6 separate regions of the Mus musculus genome follow, and regions 1, 2, 3, 4 and 5 are each linked to region 6. Evidence: chromatin contacts called from public HiCAR-type, HiChIP or PLAC-seq and Micro-C data. All regions are on one chromosome and are shown on one strand. The core of a region is the stretch at or near the end of the contact, and the rest is flanking DNA. Distances in the headings are between cores, read along the strand shown. Region 1 holds the start of Phf19 (PHD finger protein 19). Region 2 overlaps Mvb12b (multivesicular body subunit 12B). Region 3 overlaps Mvb12b (multivesicular body subunit 12B). Region 4 holds the start of 9430024E24Rik (a long non-coding RNA gene). Region 5 overlaps Mvb12b (multivesicular body subunit 12B). Region 6 holds the start of Pbx3 (pre B cell leukemia homeobox 3).

Region 1 (3,111 bases), core at 597-3,096, 540 kb before region 6:
ACCAAAGCACCTGCTCCTTCTTGAGCCTATGTTAACCTCTCTCTAGGCCACGGCCCCGTGAGGCAGAGTAGTGTTGCCCCCGCTTTGGAACAGATAGGACGGGGTATATAAATAAACCTTGGGGGCTAGCTTACCCACAATCCCCCTGCTCAGAGGCAGAACTGGCCTCATAGCAACAATTCCCTAATTCCATGCTAAAGACCTTTTTTATATAAAAGTGTTACCCCTGTACTGGCTGCCTCACCAGATTGCAGGCCCCATTTCTCTTACTTGCCTTTGTGCCCAAAGCCAGTTGTAGCCCTACACAAGAGAACAGTGGATGAATACAGACTAGACAAAGCACGGTATTTACCTTCTGCCCACCCATGGGGTGACAGGGACTTTGCATACAGTGCCTCTAACCTTCCCAACAGCTGGACAACTAAAGTGACACACTCAATCTCACATCCAGGAATAGGTGGCGCCAGCCTGTGAGTTACAAAGCCAGGCTTGCTCTGTTGTCTCTGTCCCTGGAATCCTAAAGGTGCCTCTGGCCAGCCTAGAGGCTCATGACAGAGCTTCCTGTACAGAGAAGGGTTATCTCTGCAGAAAGTGGTGTGCAGCTATGCCTTCCTGGGCTGGAAGAGCCTGTCTGGTGGGGCTGCTACCAACTTCCTTTCCAGGCTCAGCCAGATTCTGCTGTGGGTCAAATCCTCAGGAGGAGCAGTAAGACCCAGAAGTAAAGGGGAATGTGGGCATGTGGAAGAGGACTCCTGTATCTCAAACTGAGGGGGCAGACAGGAGCTGCAGGCCAGACTGCCCACACCCCAGGGAGCAGAGGGCCAATGTGAACCCTGAAAAATGAACAGGGAAGGCTCTAGGAGGAAAGAGCACACCAGGAATGCACTCATCCCAGCAGGGTGTGTCTGCAGGGAGCCATTCGAGCAGGTGCAGTGGGCAGTCCAGATTGAAAGCAGGGATGCAGGTAGGGGGTGTTGACCGACACTATCTCAAGCTCTGGCGCCAAGAGTGCGTCTGGTTCAGGACACTCTGGTTTTTTTCTCCTGGAGGGAGATCTTATCTGATTGGAGCCCTATCCACAAGATCTGTCTTAAGCTTGCCCTTTTCATATTTGCCGTGTTTGTGCACATGGTCTGTGTGACTATCTCTTTTACACTGTTAACTCTACAGTGCGTGACTGGCATACTCGAGTGGGTCTTGTGGTCACTGTGTCGGGGCTCTATGTTGCTGACTTGTGTATGCCTTGCACGTGGTTTCGCGGGAGTCTATGCTGAGGGCAGTGTCATTTGAGTGTTGTGACTTATGGCACACATATATATGTGGTGTGTGTCCTGTGTCTGATTCTCTTAGGCTTTTCCTGGTCTCCAAGGAGTAGTGTGGAATGTTGGTTCTGTAAGATCAAGGTGCTGGGAGACCAACCCGGGTCGTGAAGGGTCTGGGTGTAGTAGCTGTGTGCGTGTGGTGTGCGTACGCTCGCCCAGCCGTGGTTCTGTACAGCTGTGTTTCCGCGTGTGCCCGCTGGACTCGCTGCGCGGGGGCGGCCCCGGGAGACGCTGCGGGGCCCCGCCAGCCGCGGGCTCCAATGGCAAAGCCGGTGCGGCCCCTGCTAATTACATAAGCGGGGACGTCAATAATTCGCGGGAAAACGCGAAAAAGATGGCGCCCCGCGCCCGGGGGGCCCCTTCCTGAGCTCACCGGCCCCTCCCTCCCCGCGTCCCCTCCTCCCCGCGGCGCCCCCGCCCCGCCCCGCCCCCGCCGAGACCCCTACCCCGGCCCCAGGGGCGGACACTCGGCCAGGCAGCCCTGGGCCGAGCGCACCGCCGCCGCCGATGTGCCTGGTGGCCAGACTCCAAGTGGGACCGGCTGACGCGCTGCCTCGCGGTAAGTCCCGCGCTGCGGGCGCCCCGGGAGTGTCCGCGTTTCACGCTTTAATCCCTGCACACGACCCCTCTCCTAGAAACCTAGATTGAGCCCTAGGATCCCCGGGCGGGGGCTGGAGGCTGCGCGCTTGTGGGATGGGGATAGAGATGGAGCCCGAGCGGTACCCTCAGGGCAGCGGGAGTCCCAGCCACAATCCCAACGCTGGCCAGGGTGTGGGTGACAGGTCTCCGTTTGTGGCCGTGTGCCTTTTCTTTTCCATTTAAAGCTATGGAGAGGAGGATAGGCAGGACATTTGGGATTTTGCTCACGTCCAAAGTAAGGCACGATCGGCTGGGAGCGGGAGAAAGTTTGCAATTAGAGCAACTGAGGAAAGGAGTGCCTGAAGCTGAAGGGGACACTTTCTGCAAGCTATCCTCCCCCCTGAACACCCTTTTAAAAAGCCAACGGCCGCCCTGGAGAGGCCTCGGCGCATGAATCATGCGCGCTTCCTGCCCCCGCCCGGCCCCGCGCGCCCAGTGCCGCGGATTTGAACTGGACTCCGACGGGAACCCGCAAACAAGCATTTCTGTGCCGATGGGTTTGAATCAGCCAATCACAGCCCTCGGGGGCCCTCTCCAGGAGGATGGAGGCGGGATGGGGGGGCCACCACCCGGGGGCCCAGCACGGCCTCGGGGGCGCAGCGACCCGGCTTGCCCCCAAAAGCTCAGTGGGGGAGGAAATGTCAGTTTGTGAACCTGCTGAGGCCGGCCGGCCCTGCGGTACTCCAGGCCCAAGCAAGCAGGGACCTCCCAGCTCCCAAAGAGCCAAGTGCCAGGGAAGAGGGCAAAAGTTCTGACTACAGCCCACACCTGGTGCTTGTGCCTCTGCCCTGGAATAAAAGACAGGAGGGAGAGAAGGCAAGAGGAGCTTTACTCCCATCATCGGGAGACCCAAGACCCTGACTATGCCCTGCCGCCCCAGGCCCCTCATATGTCCACGTGTATTTAGTTTTACGTATAGGACTAGCACATTGCCAGACTAACCTTCTCTGAAGAGGCACTCACATGGAAACACACCCAGAGCTGTCTTCTTGTGGGCTGGCAGGGCACCAGGTGCCCAACACCTAGGCAGAGGGAGAGACCCTGAGCAGGAGCGCCCCCACCATCCCCACACACGGCAAGCTGTGTTTGACCTTAGAGTGTATGTATGTGGAGGAATGTGATGCCAGGTGAGCCCCCCGGAGGGGAGAAA
Region 2 (3,406 bases), core at 830-3,329, 590 kb after region 6:
AGAAATCTCATTAAACTCCATAGCATTTTAAATACAGTGTCGATGATCGATGATCAGAAGTTCAACTTGTCCTCAGAAGAGATGCCTGTGATGTTCGTAGTGACTCACCTCTCCAGGTGCAGCCAGCACCACAGCCACGCCACATCGTGGAGGCCGCTCTCTTGTCTGAGCAGACTTGGAGACAATTTGGTCTGATTGAGTAGTTTAAATCCTGACAGCCCTGGGGAAGCAAACCCTTTTCTTTAATTTTCTTGCAGTAACCATACCAAGTGCTCTTCATTGGGAGCCCTGGCATGGAAACAGGGCTTCACTCACATCTCCACAGGCTTTGGTGAAGCAAAGGCAAGCAGAAGGCCGCAGACCCCACGACAGAGCGTGCCCATCTGGATTTGCAGGGGAGCACTAGACACCAGCAGTGAGAGCCCTGAGGAAAAGCAAGGGTTGCCTAGATACACCTGTCACCTGTGCGGCACGCACGCTCAGAACCCTGTCTGTTTTGCTGATTCCAGCCTTCAGAGCATGATTGTCTGACTTCTGTTTTCACTCTGATCTGAAGGAAATTTAAAGTAAAATATCTGTGACTTCAACCCAGAAAGCCACACGTGGAAATAATTCAAAACCCGAGTGGTTGCATTTGACAATACCGAGATTCTGTCTCCATCTTCCTTCCACAGTACTTCCAAAAACTTGGGATCTTTCACATACACTTTTTCGTAAACTACAAATGGGTTTTTTAAACGAAAGTTATGCAAAAGGGGGAATGAATAAATCAGACATGATTAAAAATATTTGTTCTAATGCAGTATAATTTGGTAGTAATGTGTTCATCGGGATAGCTTACGGCTACATTAAGTGGACAGACTTTATATGGATTCTCTAATTTTAATCTTCAAAATGCTATCTAATGTCTCATTAAGACTTGCATATAATGTATCTTAAGTACAGTCATTAAATATAGTTTAGGGAGATTTATGTTCAGATACTGCTTAAAGATGTTTTAATAGGCCATTTACTCTGATGATATTAATGAGCTCTTAATCCAGATGAAGCTTCTCAAACTAGTGGGAAAGACTCCGGCCCGAGTTTGGAGACTGGGGATTGATACCTGCTTTGGACAAGTGCCCAGAGCTTAGCCCCGCTGACACTTGGTGACCCCACTTGGCAAGCCTCTTGCCAAGGCCTGGTGTTTGGAAAAAGGTCTTCCCTGTTCTTGCTGTGACTGCTGTCCACGGTGACACACAGGGACAGTCCCTTTGCTCCCCCAAATCACGTGCAAGACATGCAGGGGCTAACTTGGCCAAACCTTTCATCTCCAAGGTCATTTGCAAGGACCCCAGTGTCACAGGGAGAATGAGGGTTAAAGAAAGTTGTCGCCACCCTTGTTGTGGGAGCATCTGCCAGGTGAGGCTGCACAGCCTGGCCTCCTGAGGAACAGCCTCACTCCACTGTGAGCATGCTGTAAAGGGTCACATGGCTGTGTTGCCATCTTTCAGGAGTTCAATGTGGCTGAAATATGCATAATAAAGTAGTCCTGCTAATTCAAAGGTATAATGGGAGGACACCCTGTGAGCTGGTGTCACCAAAGCACAGGCATGGTGATCCCAGCTCCACCTCTAAAGATGCCTCGCGAGGCCGGGCAGCACCAGAGCGTATGCACAGTGGTTCCCAAGCCCCATTTCAAACGTCTCTGTGTTACCCCGTCTTTCAGAGAATTATTGAAAAGTACAGTTTTTGTTTCAATTATTTTTTTAAGCAAAAGGGGAGGAAAAGAATGTGTGAGTTCAGAGACTTTTCTAATTACTAAATTGGTTTGTTAAAAAAAGATAATAGCAAATTTCTTCTTTTTGTAATTGGACATTTCTTCCCTGTAGGCTAATTCAGGCACAGCCCGTGCATACACAATCGGTTGTACTTCTGAAAAGCCATAACTAGCTAATAACGGCTACAGTGTCATCAGAGAGTAATGGTGTGCTGATTAGCATAATTAATGACAAATGGTGGTGCGGAATTGGTGGATTGGTTTAGCGGATGATGAATGCGGCGAGGCCCTGGCTGGGGCCTGCCAACGAGGCCTCGCTGGCTGTCAGCCCTTCTGTTCTCGCCCAGGCAGCTCTCATTAGTCACGATGGGAGGTGCCAGTCTGTGTTCTGTTGCAGCACAGAAAACTTAATAATCCAAGCAAACGTGATTCTTTTTTGCCTGTGTATTTACTCACAAAATTCTCCACTCCCCTGTTCCCACTGTGGCCAGAACATAAGTCACTGCTGTTTCTAGGTCTTTCCTGTCGCCTGAACGGGAACAAAAGGAGGACGACAGAGCCACAGTCGTGGCCAGGCAGCACTTGTGTTTATCTATATATGTAGCGGGAAACCCAGTAAGCTATACGTTCTGTCCTGATAGTAGAAGACCGGCGCATTTATCTTCGATGTGATTAATTTGCATTCACAAATGAGGCTGATAAAAAAAGGGTTCACCTTTAACCTTTAGAGGGAAAAGCATTTCTCTGCAAGATTTCTTGGGAGACCGCTCCTTAACCGATAAGAAGTAACTCCTTTATCAATAAAGATGAAAATCCTTCATTTGCATTACTGAATGAGACTAATTATTATATAGTTAATTAGCATCTGGAAATGAGGATTATCTTAATTACAAAGCACAATTTCCCTAATAGCTACAAAACTGTAAGTTTGATCTGTGTGGAAATTGGTAACTATTATTATGTAATTAGTGATAACATTAATAGTACAGAATATTTAGACATAATTTGCATATGCAAATGCCATTTACCTGAGCCAAATAAGTGGACCATTAATGATTAGAGCTTGATGCATCCATACGGAAAGTTCTAGATCCCTGAATGGGACCCATTGTGCTAACTTAGAGGTGGAGTCAATAAGCACCTTTTATATTTAGGCAGTCCACTGGATTTTGCTGTAACAGGAATTAATGGTTGGGTGATTTCATAATGAAGCCACCTGTTCAGTGAACTGGACTCTTGACTTTGATTTTTCAATGTCTCCTCTTGATTCTTAGAAGTGCTTTGCCTACACATTTAGCAATTCTGAGTCTGGTATCTTTCTTACAGCTGATACAAACACTTAAAAAAATAGCCAACACACATGCTTCTGTGTGTGTGTGTGTGTGTGTGTGTGTGTGTGTGTCAGATTGTTGCAGTGTTTTTCAAAGGTGTGTGCTATGGGAATGTGATTTGAAAGTAGCTACTGTAGACTTTTAAATCTTTTATTTCATCCATGTAGCACACAATGGGTGCCATTATTCAGAAGATTAAAATGGGTGTACCTGTCAGTCTTTGCTGTGGTGCGCTGCAGTAACAAACAGTCCCCCAGCTCATGTGGCTTGCCATACTCCACTCCATGTCTCACTCAGTGACACCTTGGTGGCTGTA
Region 3 (3,078 bases), core at 137-2,636, 520 kb after region 6:
TACTTCTTTAATCATTCCTTCTGCTGAAGCAAAGATCTATTTTCTGCTGAAAGTTTTCAAGTTTTGCTTGATTTTGTTGTTCCTGTTCTGTGGTGGCCACAGTAGTGTCTTTATGCTGTTGATTGCGTAGTCTTTGCCTCCACCCTTAGGGTCCCCAGGTGCTCCAGAACCAAGAGCACCTTTGGTTCTCCTTTGCATGCTCATAAGCTGTGAGGACCTCTCTAGGCCACCAGACCATTTCCCACAGCTCTGTGGAGGCCTGGGGCCCAGCTCTGCCCTGGCCACCTGGGTGTGGTAAAAGCTAGACACTTCTGGCCAGGCCCTTTCTCTCTGGCAGCCTCTCCTCTCCTGAGTCCTAGTCCCTGAGTTCCCTGCCAGGAAGGGCCTCCTCGGGGCCATGATCACTGCTGCACCTCCAGGGTTTCTGCTGGGATTGTGGCTCTGCTTCTTTCTCTTCTGCCCAGCCCGAGAGGCTACTGTAGCTGACACGTAAGCTCTGCATGGGGAAAGCTGCCTCTGGTGGCCTCTGCCATACCAAACACCAATCTTGCCATTGTCCATGTTCCAGTTTTAAAATTCTGCCATTTGGCAAATGTCTGAGTGCGTATTATTACTAAGTCTTTGGGCTAGATGCTTGGGAAAGCATCCACTGGATAAAATAGAACCCTTGAATTGAGGGCCAGAGGTGATGAGTGTGTGCCCTGTGCCAGGTCTCCTGCTAAGTGCTTTATTGACAGTTCATATTCTATGGTTTATTACTGTTCAGTCCATTTTAGAATATACACAGAGCTGCCCAACAATTACCAATATTTAATCATAGATCTTTGTTCCTGGCTCCCCTCCCTCTGACAGCGACCACTTCCTTCCTTTGTATCTCTAAGGATTGTCTCTTCTGGGACATTGTAGGAGAGCAAACCACAGTGTGTGGTTTGTGACTGTCTTGTTTTTCCTAGCATAGTGCTTCTATGGCGTGTTATATTGGGGCTTCATTGCCTTCTCGTGGTCCAGTGATACTCCACTGTAACTCCGCGATGTCCGTTTGACAGTGGACATTTGTGTTGTTTCCACTGTTCAGCGACTTACCTCATGAGCATGTTGTGTGTGCATGTGTTCAGTTCTCTTGAGAATATACTCAGAGGAGGAACTGCTGAGTCCTGTGGTGATACCATGAGGAACTACCCTGCCATTTCCAGTGATCATACCAGGTTTCAGGGCCAGCAGGGCCCATGCCCTTGCAATGTTGCCTATCTGTCTGTTTCAGTATTGTAACAGGTCTGACAGGGAATCTCGTAGTAGATAAGTGATCTTCTGTGTTTTATTTGGTCCTAACCAATAATCCCATGGGGCCTACTCATTCATATTTCCGCGTTTTGATGGGGTGGAATGAGTCAGTATGACTCTGGGAAATGTCTGTGAGCAGCAGAGTCAGGACCTGAGCTCAGCTACAACTCACTCCAGAAATCCTGGTTCTGCCTGCTGAGTTCACAGGGTCTGTGTGATGGGGGTCCTTCCGCCGCAGCCCAGACAACAAGATCATTCTGTCATGGAGCTGTTAGGGGCTGGCAGGAGCCAGGGTAGAGAAGACATGTCTGAGGAGAGAACAAGGGGAGCAGGCAGCCAGGGCACAAAGGATGGGAGGGCTGAGGGTCCTGGGCCTTGTGGGAGAGAAACCCACCCTGAGGCTGGCAGAAACTCCAGTCTTCAGGACAGAGCCAGGCATTCATTTCTGAGAGATGTTAGACATTTCAGCAGAAGGCCTGTGGCTGACCTAAGTTCTCCATGCAGAAATCAAAGTTATGAATGGACACAAAAGCAGCCGGGAGTCCATGATGCAAGCCAGGGGCACAGCCTGCCCTTGATCTCACCTGGGCCTCGCCTCAGCTCCCAGCCTTCAGGCCGGCTCAGCCTTGTCTGACAGAGGATGTGAGGCTTCTGCAGGCCTGCCTGAGCCAAGCTGCCATTGTGCAGCCTTTGAACTTCAGAGCATCAGCCAGAAGTTGCCCCTGGAATGTCTGCAGAATTTCCTGCCCCCCTCCACCTCCAACTGCCCTGTCTGCCAAACTCACCTTTGAGTTGTGGGTGGGCCTTCCTGAAACCGCAGGTGTGAGCAGGTCCCCTGGAGACTGCTCTTCCTCCTCAGCTGGCCCTCTGCATCCTACATGTTTAGCTGGGCCCCAGTTCATTCACAGGATTTTCTCAAGTTGCAGTCTAGCAGATTTTCAATTTCTCACCTCATCAAGTAAAGCTTACAATTGTTGTTTTTCCATAAAAGCTGTAAGTGTTCATTGACCAAAAAAAAAAAAAAGTGACATACACTAGCAAAGCAAAGGAACGGTTTAAAATGCTCTGTCGTTATATATTTATTTGCATGAATTTGTGTGTGTGTGTGTTTGCATGTTTCTGTGTGTGAGTGCTGTGTGGATGAGTGTGTATACATATGTGCTCTGCTGCCCTCTTTGATCGCTCTCCCCCTTATGTATTGAAGCAGGGTTTCTCACAGAATCTGGGGCTCACAATTTTGGCCTGTGCCTAGTCAGCTTGCTGTGGGATTCCCCCAGCTCACCTCCCATGCACTGAGCTGGAGCAACAGGCTGGGTTCCACATCTCTGTGGCTTTTACCTGGCTTCTGATGATCCAGACTCCTGTTCTCACGCTTGCCCTGCTGAGTGAGCCACTGCAGGTGGCCACCAGCCAGCCTTGTGTATCTCTGTATATCCTCAGCCTCCACTGTTAAAGCCAAACAGTGCTTTGCATTTTAGTTTCTAGCTCCTCTTCTGTCCACAGCTGTTAAAACACAAAACTGGACCCCGTGAGCAGTCTCTGTCCTGTAAGAAATTTCTTCCTCTTGTTTGTCTTTATGAACAGAGAGCCCTAGTGAAAACACAGACTGGTCCCCACACCTGGCTCCTCCATCTTCTCCAGGAGGGACTCCCTTCCTCCATTCTTCCCTGCCTGCCTGCCTGCCTGCTGCTGCCTGCCTGCCTGCCTGCCTGCCTGCTGCTGCCTGCCTGCTGCCTGCCTGCCTGCCTGCCTCCCTCCCTCCCTCCCTGCCTGCCTGCCTGCCTGCCTGCCTGCCTG
Region 4 (3,118 bases), core at 384-2,883, 650 kb after region 6:
TGACGTGCGTTTGGAAAGATGCCAGCCCACTGTGGAGTCCCCGTCCTCACTGCCCGAGAGTCCCACCCCTTGCCAGCAGGGCAGGGCTTGGATAAGTTAGATTCTTGATCCTCAGCTTCTGCATCAGTGAAATGAGTAGTTAACTGTCCTTGCTTTGAAAAGATGTTTAGAAGGTTAAGCAGACATGTCTCTGCTTTTTGGTTTCTACCTGTACATCCCCAAGTCTCAATTTACCCTGTTGGAAAATGGGCTCAGTAAAAGTCCTTCCAAGGTTTTTTATTTCCAGGGTATGGATAAACAAATAGCACACCACTTTAGACCTTTATGCCCTCAATAAATAGGACCGTTGGAAACCTCAGGCCTGTACCCCTAAGAGACTATGCCTGGAATCCCAGAGTCACATAAGGACCTGGATCCCCAAGTCTGAGAGCCGAAAAGCTAGCGCTTCTGGGTGACTTGACTCCTGTCCAGGTAAAAGGCATAGAGGCAAGACCACCCCCCTGGCTGGTCTTTGGGGTCCTCTCTGCTCCAGAGGCCAGGAGAAAACACTCAGCCTTTGACACCATCCAGAAAATAAAAATGTCCCAGGCTTCTAATCCTTTCCTTCAGCAACTCACAGGGCTCTGAAACACAGCCAAGACCCCGGACACAGTGTGAATATCCAAGCCAGCCTGGCGAGCGCCTGCAAAGCTAGCCTGGAGGCACCATGCCTCCAAGCAGTGGTCTTGATTGGACCCAGCCTCGCCGGGTCCATACATGGAACCCTGGCCTGACTGTTCTGCATCATCACTTGCCTCCTGGAGCCCAGCCTGTGGGGCACCCCAGGAACCTGACTGCCTTCCCAGATAGGGCTGATCCCTGCCCCCACTCCCTCCCACCCCCAGAAAAATATTTGGAATATGGTCTTTGACTGGAGTGAGATTAATCCCCCTTCCCTGACAGTGTCTCTGGGCACGTGTTTTTATAACCTCCCTTTCAAACGAGAACCATTTGTCGTTGGGAGGCTGAGGAGGCCCTGCCCGGCCTGCTGGCCCAGGCATCACCAGCACCTGATTGAATGTCACCGGCAGTGCAAGGGGGCAGGGCTGGGGTGAGGGCAGCATGTCCCTTGTTGGTCCCTGCCCTAGCCATTGACAGAAGATTATGCGGTCTAGTCCTGACTTCTTCCTGATCACAATATGCTCTTCAGTTGGTCACTTTGCCTCTCTGAACCTCACTTTCCTTGCCTGACAAATGGGCGAGGTGGTGGCCCACACACCCCGAGGGATGTGCCCAGGCCTACTTTGGGAAATTGTAGATTCTCAATGTTTAATAAAGCAATTGAACACAGTCTTAGCTCCTGGTAGAAGGGCAAAGTGCTCTGGCTAGAACCTTCCAGGGGCTGCAAAAAAAAAAAAAAAAACAAAAACAAAAATCAAACAGTATGGCTTGAGTCTAGTTCTACTTCCAGACTCACCACGAGAGGTGGCCCTACAAGAAAGAAAGCAGAGGGCTTTAATGTACAGAGAAGGCTGAGTTTATAGGTGTAAGCATGCAGGCTCTTTAATTAACTCTGAGCCCTTGGTCTGTGGCCTCCTCTCTCAGCATAGCCCTCCTCCTCCCCCACAACCCCAGGTCCTGTTTGAAGTTTGCAAAAAAAAAAAAAAAGAAAGAAAAAAGAAACCCTTCACACCATCCCTCCTTGCTGAAGCTAGCTACAGACCCTCAGGGCTCAGCTGGGAGGGATTTATTGGAGAATTTCAATCATGGGGTCTTGGCTCAAACTTGTTGCTTCCCTCAAAAAATCTGCCCAGAAGTTTGATTACATGTGGGATTGGGGCACGAGGGGCCAGTCTGATGATCTCGCAATTCAGAATTCCACCTGGGCCTCTGGGAGTGTTGCAGCCCCGAGAGGAAGAGAACAGGACACAGGACAGCCAGCGAGAGCGGGTTCTGACATGATGCGGAGGTACTGGGACTTGGTGGACTAAAGGAACTGCTTAGAACCTAGAGTTCTGCACTTGCTTAGGAAGTATGAAATACTAGATTCCAACCCTAGCATTGGGGGGCTGGGGGGGGAGATGAGAAGAGGAGAGGAGGAGGGTAGTTCCATCTTGGTCTTCTCCCACAACAGAGACAGGTCTGTACAGGTGCCTGAGTTCTGTATGACAGCTTCTTGCTGGTCCCTTGCTAGGGAAAGTGGGGGGAAAGGTCTGAGCTACATAATGAGACAACCGAACCTGGTGACATGCCGATCTTCCTAAGCTGCGGCTTGGCTCCCCCAAAGGCATTCCCTTCTCAGACTCGGAGCCCACGCCCTTCCACGGGAGCCCAGCCAAGATACAGCAGACAGGGAGCCCCTGAGTGCTCACTTTCTCCCCCTCTGGGCACGGTTGACTCTTTCCATTTCTCCGCAATGCCTCTGCAGTGATGGATAAGCTGTGGTCCCAAGAGATGCAGCCCAGGGGACCACAAACATCTTTTGGTTTCTCATGTCGGCCTCCCACTTCTTGCTTAATAAGTGTGGAAAGAGGCACAAACAGAAATTCCCTGGGCTTCCCATGACTAACGAGATGACCACATCAGGCGACAGTGCTTGGGCATAAAGGTCCCCAGAGCGAGGTGTCCGATTCCCTCCCAAGACGCTTCTCCAACTGCGCTTTGAAGCGGGAGCCCAGGGCCTCCAGCAGGCTCGGGTGGGCCAGTGGGGCTGAGCTCTGGGCCTCCCCTACCCCGTGACGCGCACAGATTGCCCCAGATAAAGGACCCTCGGCGGCTTCACCCAACTTCTGCTGAATCGTGCTTTTCAGAAACTCTTTTCACGTGTTTTCACTTCTCTGGCCTCTTTGTTGAAAGATGTAAAAATTTCAAACCACCACAAAGTAAACATTTCAAAACCCTCGCTTTTCAAAATCACTCACATTTAAAAAAAAAAAAAAAAAAAAAAAAAAAGGAAAGAAAGAAAGAAATCCCTTGAATTCCATCTCTGCTCCACCACTGCCACCCGAAACCTTTCTTTTGCAGAATGTGGAACTGGCGTGTTTTTCATTAATCTCGAAACAGCGCAGGTAACGCCGATGAGTCCGCTGGGTTTTACAGGCCGGAAGTAGCTTTGTTACTCGGTAGATAGATTAGATAA
Region 5 (3,393 bases), core at 703-3,202, 550 kb after region 6:
GAGCAGTGTTTAAAGGTGACCAGTTGAGTCTGTCTCTGCTCAGGAGTGTGGGGCTGGCATGACGCGGGGTGGGCACATCTTCCTTCCTCACTGACTGGTGATGCTATCATGGCTCTGTCCTGGGCCATTGGTCAGGGGGTCACCATAACTTCTGCCAGCATCATTTCAGGTCCTCATCTGTGCTGGGCGGGGTCAGCTCAGGCTCTGGTGCCCATGGTCAGCTGCAGAGACTACTGAGCCTTTAGGGCTCAACTGCCTTGAATAAATAGAGCCAGCTCCCCCAAGACATGTGGTCTAGGAGAGCCCAGAAATGGGCATCACCTCAGGCAGGTGCTAATTCCTGTCACATGGAATAAAGCCATTCTAATTTGTTTTCAATTGCTGTGGAAAAACATGGACCAAAAGCAACCCGGAGAAGACAGTTTATTTGGCTTATACATCCCAGTCACAGTCTATTATTGAAAGACGACAGAGCAGAAACTGAAGCAGGGACCATGAAGGAGTGTTCTTTTTCCATGGCTTGCTCAGCCCGCTTCCTTGGAGCACTCGGGACCACCTGCCCAGGGGTGGCACCATCCCACAGACCTGGGCCGTCCCGCACTTGCCAATCTGATGGAGGCATTTTCTCAGCTGAGGCTCTTTCCTTTCCTTTTGACCCTAGCTTATGTTGAGTTGACAGAAACCTTAAAAGTACAGGGCTCTTACTATCCTGGAGGAGACAGGGAGGGTACTTGTCCTGAGCTTGCCTGTCACAGGAGAGCCAGGTCACCTACTGTCACAGCAGGACTCTGGGAGCTGGTGGGGTTGGAAGGTGGCACAATCCAACAGAGTGCTCATAATACTTACGTATTTTATGACCTGGGTGCAGTTTATGGTTTACAATGGCTGCAAGGAAATTGGATCAGTTCTGTTTACTTGCCAAATAAAACAAATGTCAAAATAGTCAATATAAAATGTATTCTAATTTGGCTGAGTTAAGTCAGCCGGCTTTGGCTTTCAGGAGGATCCCCCTGTATGCAAATGGTGCTGTGTCTCCAGCTCCTCTGTGGTGGGTGTTGATTTACAGGCCCGGCACATGCTGTGGGAGCCTCTTAAGTCATCTGGGTTTCGTGTTTTTATCTTTTGTGGGTTGGCTTGAATTTTATCCTTTTCCTATTCAGATTCTTTGTTTTTTTTTTTAAGAAAAGAATCAGTAGTTACTTGAATTTTCTATTAAAGTAAGGAAGGGTTGAGTGTGGATTTTTTTACTTTTTTTCTTCAAGATGCTATAAGATGCTGTAAGAGACTCTGTAAGGAGTGCCGGCTTTAAGGTGACATGAAGTCCCTGCTCTCCCCCATAGGCTGCACCCCACTACCATGCCCTCCCCCACTCGGTGACCTGTCTCCCAGCTCCAGGCCCCAGAGTTAAGTCAGATGGGTACCCAGCACCCACACACACACACACACACACACACACACACACCCTATTCCTGTCTTATTCTGAGCCTTGCCCACCCCTCCCCCGCCCCTCCCACCACTGGGCTGCCTTGCTCAGGTCACTTGGGGAGCCCCTCTCACACTGGCTGAGCAGTCCTCGGTTTCACTGTCCCCGCACATGTGAAGTGTAAAACACATGCTTTTCAGCAGTGAGGACCCCATGTTCTTCCCCTCCAGATGACTCCCCATCCCTATCACAGAGCAGTGAGTGCTTGAGGGAAATTGGCAGAATATAGAAAATAATGGGCAAACAAAGCCCATTTCCAGTGAGGAAAGTCTTATAACCTTTTGTTACATTTCCTTCAAGCTCTTTCCCCTGTGTACTTTTATGTAGGTGACATCATCGCATATATAGCAATTTCGTAAATTTCCCATGGAGCGTTAAACCGCAAACATCAGAACACTTTCCTGGTCTTTGTGTGGGGACACCTGATCTAAGCACCAAAGCGTAACTGCCAGGAGCGTGGTGATGGGGTGCCCTCTACTGGCCAGCTAGGAGGAGGCAGGAGGCACGCTGGGTGGGAGCCACAGGCAAGAGGGAGATGAGGTGGTGGCAGGCAGGAGCCTGGGAGTCAGTTTCAAAAGCAAAGGACATGTTCTCTGCCAACGCTTGGATTTAGGCATTCCCAGCAGCTTTCTGGAGAGCTGTCATTTCTAACTTTACTTTAGACAAAAGGGGCATTGGCTGACCTTTTCACAGGTGACAGGCCGTCACCTTTGTCATCTTTCCCAGGAGCAGGCAGTTCCCACCTGGGCCTCTCCACTGCTGCAAAGGTATTCATGGTAAAAGTTGATCTAGAGCCCTCCCCCTTGCCTTCCTGCACAGAGATCTCTGGGTAGGCAGGATGCTCATTGGTGATGTCGGCAAATTAGATATTGAGTTCAGTGGAGTTTGTGTCAGAAGCCACATAAGTGTCTTGACAGAACTCACCCTCTGTCCAGTGAGCCCTAGTTTCACCCACTCTGCTTAGGTCTCTGGTTTGTCCTGGACCTGGAACCTGTGTCTCCCTCCAGGCAGTGAGCATCCATCCCCGACCCACTAGTGTTGCACACAGTATCCAGTAGGATGGGGTGCCTAAGGGCTGAGGGCATAATTTATCTCCCTACCCATCTCTGGGCTGGCCTCAGCCAACTGGGCCAACCTTGAAAGAGGGGGTCTGTTCTGCTCAGGGCTGCCACCTCAGAGCACGTGTACCAATAATGGAATGGTCTTCCAACAGAGCACCCCATGCCCTCACACATGGGGACTCACATGTGACAACAGAGTACCCCCATGCCCTCTCACATATGGGGACTCCGTGTGACAACAGAGCACCCCATGCCCTCTCATACATGGGGACTCCATGTGTGACTCTGCTGGAATGGAGAGCTTCTGCAGCTGCCTGAACTCAGGTTTGTAAAGCCTCGGGAATCCATGGCTGAGAGTGCCAGGAGCCCCGAGTGCTTGAATGGATGTGCCTGTGTTGCTTGGTGGGCTGCTGACCCCAGCTTGCTGAGCAGTAGAATCAGAAGCCTGATAAGAGTCAGAGTTGTGCTTACCAAACCCACAGATGACACAGTCACTAGGGAGAGTGGATGTGCCAGAGGATAGGATTAATCCTGTAGATAGAACTCCATAGCCACAGCACCATGGGAACCAGGAAGTAGGAGGCAGTGGTACAAATAGGACCTCTCTAAGGTCACGTGGCCTACAGTATAGGGCCAAATCAGGAGACCTGGCCCAGAGGGTGGGTGCGTGCAGGTGTGTGTGTGTGTATCTGTTTGTGTCTGTATATTTGTGTATGCCCGTGTCTATGTGTGTATATGTGTGTTTGAGTGTGTCTCTGTGTCTGTCTGTGTTTGTATGTCTCTGTCTGTGTGTTTGTGTCTCTGTACGTCTGTGTGTGTTTGTGTGTCTCTGTGTGTGTATGTCTCCGT
Region 6 (2,960 bases), core at 93-2,592:
CACTCCTTGAGGGACAGACAGCGCAAGGCCCTACTGCCAGCGCTAACTCCTTGTGCTGAGTTCGGGTTACCATAGCGACCGTGGGACGGGCAGGGCTTTTAGACCCTTTTCCCGGTCTCAGCCCAGGACTTTCGAACGCTCCAATTGGGACAACCCTTTCTTGGCTCTGTCCCGCCTCGTTCGGCGCTGAGCGCAATGCGATTGGCCCTGTGCTTGAGGCCTTGTGCCCAGAGGGTACCACCTCTTGATATGAAGAGCGGGAAAGTATCCCAGGCACTGTCCGAGGCGTGAAGCTCATCTCATGCAATGGGGGACCACGCTGTCGGCTACGGGTACACTTTATTCGGTCCTATATAACACCTCTAAGTCCCCAACTGCTAATAATAGGGAAGGAGCAGGATCCGGGGACAACACTTTGCTGGCTGGACTGACCGACCATCTGTGGAGTGCCGGCGCGAGTAGCCCATAAGGCTCCCGGGCTGGCTCTCAGGCACCCCACAGCAGAGGCCAGAGGGGACGGGCTGCGTTCTAGGGGCGGGGCCAGTGGCGGCGGCGGGAGGCGCAAAGCCCAATGAGAGAAGGCTCCGCCTCCGGAGGCGGGGCATCCGGGGCGCTCCCCCGCCCTTCAGCTCTCCCTGCCCCTCCCCCCGCGGGCGCCGGGGCCGCAGTGAGTGAGTGGCACTGGCAGCCTGTCAATCCCTCAGCCGAGCGGCCTTCGAGCCCGGTCCACAGCGGCTGCTGACTGGGTGCGCGGCACCGGAGGTGGCGGCGGCGAGTTCTCCCGCCTCATCAATCTGCTGTCCGCCCGGCGTGCGGCCCGCCGGGGCCCTCCACCGGGCTCCGTGTCCCCGCCGCGCCGGCCCGCCCGCTCCCAAACTTTCCTCCTCCGCCCCTCTCGCTCCCCGCGGCCCGCCCGTCGGCCTCCTTCTCCTCCTCCTCCGCAGCCCGCCGCCGCCGCCGCCGCTCCCTCCCTCGGGGCCGCCGGTGCTCCGATCCCGCCCGGTTGAGGCGGCGGCGGCGGCGGCAGGCGGCTGAGGGAGGGGACCGTTCTGGCTGGCGCGGGCGGCGGCGGCCGCGGCGTCCCGGCAACTCGGCTGGCGCTGAGGACCAAGTTGTGCGGGGCCGCCCGGCGCGGCGAGGGGCGCTGAGGAGGCAGCGCGGCGGCCGCGTGAGGGCAGCGGGCACCACCGCCTCCGCCTCCGCCGGCGAGCGCGCCGCTTCCGCCCGCCGCTGTCCTCAGTCTCCTCCGCGGCGGAAGCCGGAGCCGGACGCCGGTCCGCGTCCCCTCAGTCGCGGGCCGCGCCGGGCCAGGCCGCCCCCTCCCGCGCGGGCGGGGAGCGCGCGGCCGCCTCCCCCTCCCCCTCCCCCTCTTTCTTCTCCTCCCTCGCCGCCGCCGCCGCTGCCGCCGCCGCCGCCTCAGCCTTCGCCTCCGCCGCCGCCGCCCGCTCCCGCCCGCGCGCGGCGGGATGGACGATCAATCCAGGATGCTGCAGACTCTGGCCGGGGTGAACCTGGCCGGCCACTCGGTCCAGGGGGGTATGGCTCTGCCGCCTCCCCCTCACGGCCACGAAGGGGCGGACGGCGACGGCAGGAAGCAGGACATCGGCGACATCCTCCACCAGATCATGACCATCACCGACCAGAGCTTGGACGAGGCGCAAGCAAAGTTGGTGTCGTCTCATTAAGCATCTTTTGTGTGTGTACGGGAGCCGGGCTCGGGTCCCGGCTGGCTCCCGGGACCCGGGCCTCAGTTGCGGGCGGGAACTTTCTCCGCCCGCCGGGCACTTGCTGTGTCCCCCATCGCGCGGGCAAAGTTGCTCGCCGGGCTCGGGACAAACTCGATCATTGCTTCGTCCGTGCCCTGCTGCCCGCCCCCCTCCCCAGATTTAAACCTCCCGCTCGGACCCCAGCGCGCTCCGCGTCCCAGCCGGGTCCGTGGCCGCACCGCAGGGAAGTGCAACTTTCTCCGCCTGCCCAGACTCCGGGCACCCACTCCCCTCGGCCCAGTCCGGGGTGACCGGCTGCTTCCCCGCACAACCCTGTGCGGGAGCGCCAAGTTCTCTAGAGGGAGGGCCGCTTGGCAAACTTTGCGGAGCTGTCACCCGCTGATTATTAGCCGCCCGCTGGCCGCTGCGCCCGCTCCTCTTGTGGAGCTTGGGCGTTGGGGTTCCCTCCGCTCCGGTCTGGTCCCTTGGGTCCCGCCGCGGCCCCCGGAGCGGAGCCTCATGCACGGGTCACTCCTGTGTACGCCGAGGCTTCTGTCGAGCCAGCAGATGGGTCACGCTGCTATCGGGCTGGAGCTCTCAGCCGCTAGAGCTTGCCGCCAGTTGCGAACTAGTAAACTTGAGTTTTTGTTGACTTCCCGTGGTTCAAAGGAGCTTTTCCAAACTGGGGGCCGGTTTTAAATCTTGGGTCTAACTTAAAGGAAGGCGCCATATTATTCCAATAGGTGATGCTAATACCTTTGTGTTTTGCTATTTGTTTTTTAGGAAACATGCTCTGAACTGTCACAGAATGAAACCGGCGCTCTTCAGCGTCTTGTGTGAGATCAAAGAGAAAACAGGTAAGACTCTGCTGCTCACAGTGGGCCTGGAGACCCCCGAGGTGGGGTCAGATCTACTCCTTCGACTCTCCAGTTGAGAGCTGCTGCTTTTGGGCACCGCCATCTTTGATCATTCTTTGCTTCCCACCTCCTGATCTTGAGAAAAAAAAAACAAACCTGCAATAAATCTGGAGTCTATTTCTCAATTCTGCTTTGGTACTAAATGAAGTGTATATGAGAATGGAGCTGGGTCGCAGTTCCCTAGGAGGTAGTCCCTGGTTTCAGTCGGGGAGGGGGCTCTAGCTAGTTGCCCTCTCCTATCTCTTTTTGCCTGTGTAGCATTTTTTAAAAGGAGCGGTGGGAGACTGGATGCCAGGGACCGGTTCCCCTGGAGAGGCGTCACTAGAACTTTGTTTTA

The links. Hi-C and Micro-C count contacts between places; a contact is called where the count stands out from the background. HiCAR-type assays count read pairs that join an accessible place to other places. HiChIP or PLAC-seq counts read pairs in DNA pulled down with a chosen protein or histone mark.
Region 1: a Micro-C map of embryonic stem cells shows a contact between it and region 6, with 4 times the contacts expected there. The contact joins the promoter of Phf19 here to the promoter of Pbx3 in region 6. A contact is called at or near these places in 1 of 484 Hi-C or Micro-C datasets (embryonic stem cells), 1 of 115 datasets of contacts at active chromatin or transcription factors (pancreatic cancer cells) and 1 of 9 other capture datasets (liver).
Region 2: a contact with region 6 is called in an H3K4me3 HiChIP or PLAC-seq map of embryonic forebrain, with 12 times the contacts expected there. The contact joins the enhancer-like site here to the promoter of Pbx3 in region 6. A contact is called at or near these places in 1 of 39 promoter capture datasets (the 3T3-L1 cell line) and 13 of 115 datasets of contacts at active chromatin or transcription factors (the NIH/3T3 cell line, embryonic basal ganglia, embryonic forebrain and 9 more).
Region 3: a contact with region 6 is called in an H3K4me3 HiChIP or PLAC-seq map of bone marrow-derived macrophages, with 2.9 times the contacts expected there. The contact joins the enhancer-like site here to the promoter of Pbx3 in region 6. A contact is called at or near these places in 1 of 39 promoter capture datasets (hippocampal neurons) and 9 of 115 datasets of contacts at active chromatin or transcription factors (the NIH/3T3 cell line, bone marrow-derived macrophages, embryonic basal ganglia and 6 more).
Region 4: a HiCAR-type map of astrocytes shows a contact between it and region 6, with 4 times the contacts expected there. The contact joins the promoter of 9430024E24Rik here to the promoter of Pbx3 in region 6. A contact is called at or near these places in 4 of 39 promoter capture datasets (frontonasal cranial neural crest, hippocampal neurons, maxillary cranial neural crest and 1 more), 5 of 115 datasets of contacts at active chromatin or transcription factors (the SCID.adh cell line, astrocytes, embryonic forebrain and 2 more) and 1 of 9 other capture datasets (embryonic tail).
Region 5: an H3K27ac HiChIP or PLAC-seq map of differentiating embryonic stem cells shows a contact between it and region 6, with 10 times the contacts expected there. The contact joins the enhancer-like site here to the promoter of Pbx3 in region 6. A contact is called at or near these places in 11 of 39 promoter capture datasets (the 3T3-L1 cell line, cranial neural crest, embryonic stem cells and 7 more), 5 of 484 Hi-C or Micro-C datasets (the AML12 cell line, the N1E-115 cell line, cerebellum and 2 more), 16 of 115 datasets of contacts at active chromatin or transcription factors (astrocytes, craniofacial prominence, differentiating embryonic stem cells and 11 more) and 2 of 9 other capture datasets (embryonic stem cells and pancreatic islet).

Annotation. Positions count from the first base shown.
Region 1 is chr2:34,912,711-34,915,821 of GRCm38.p6, reverse strand. It overlaps Phf19 (PHD finger protein 19), which reads left to right and starts at 1,846. Exons shown (of 15, transcript NM_028716.4): 1 at 1,846-1,881.
Region 2 is chr2:33,784,489-33,787,894 of GRCm38.p6, reverse strand. All of the region lies in intron 7 of Mvb12b (multivesicular body subunit 12B), which reads left to right. Among named protein-coding and RNA genes, the nearest start is that of Gm33856, 3.4 kb to the left of the region's middle. Within about 2 kb of position 2,079, at least 41 of the 459 cell types and tissues checked have an H3K27ac peak or open chromatin away from gene starts, as enhancers often do. A contact at or near this core is called in embryonic forebrain and forebrain, where this site is marked.
Region 3 is chr2:33,845,694-33,848,771 of GRCm38.p6, reverse strand. All of the region lies in intron 2 of Mvb12b (multivesicular body subunit 12B), which reads left to right. Among named protein-coding and RNA genes, the nearest start is that of Mvb12b, 41 kb to the left of the region's middle. Within about 2 kb of position 1,386, at least 76 of the 459 cell types and tissues checked have an H3K27ac peak or open chromatin away from gene starts, as enhancers often do. A contact at or near this core is called in the NIH/3T3 cell line and bone marrow-derived macrophages, where this site is marked.
Region 4 is chr2:33,717,465-33,720,582 of GRCm38.p6, reverse strand. 9430024E24Rik (a long non-coding RNA gene) reads left to right here and starts at 1,633. Exons shown (of 2, transcript XR_374262.3): 1 at 1,633-1,948.
Region 5 is chr2:33,820,395-33,823,787 of GRCm38.p6, reverse strand. All of the region lies in intron 6 of Mvb12b (multivesicular body subunit 12B), which reads left to right. Among named protein-coding and RNA genes, the nearest start is that of Nron, 16 kb to the right of the region's middle. Within about 2 kb of position 1,952, at least 28 of the 459 cell types and tissues checked have an H3K27ac peak or open chromatin away from gene starts, as enhancers often do. A contact at or near this core is called in cerebellum and differentiating embryonic stem cells, where this site is marked.
Region 6 is chr2:34,370,427-34,373,386 of GRCm38.p6, reverse strand. Pbx3 (pre B cell leukemia homeobox 3) reads left to right here and starts at 1,342. Exons shown (of 9, transcript NM_016768.2): 1 at 1,342-1,666; 2 at 2,490-2,563. The coding sequence starts at 1,467.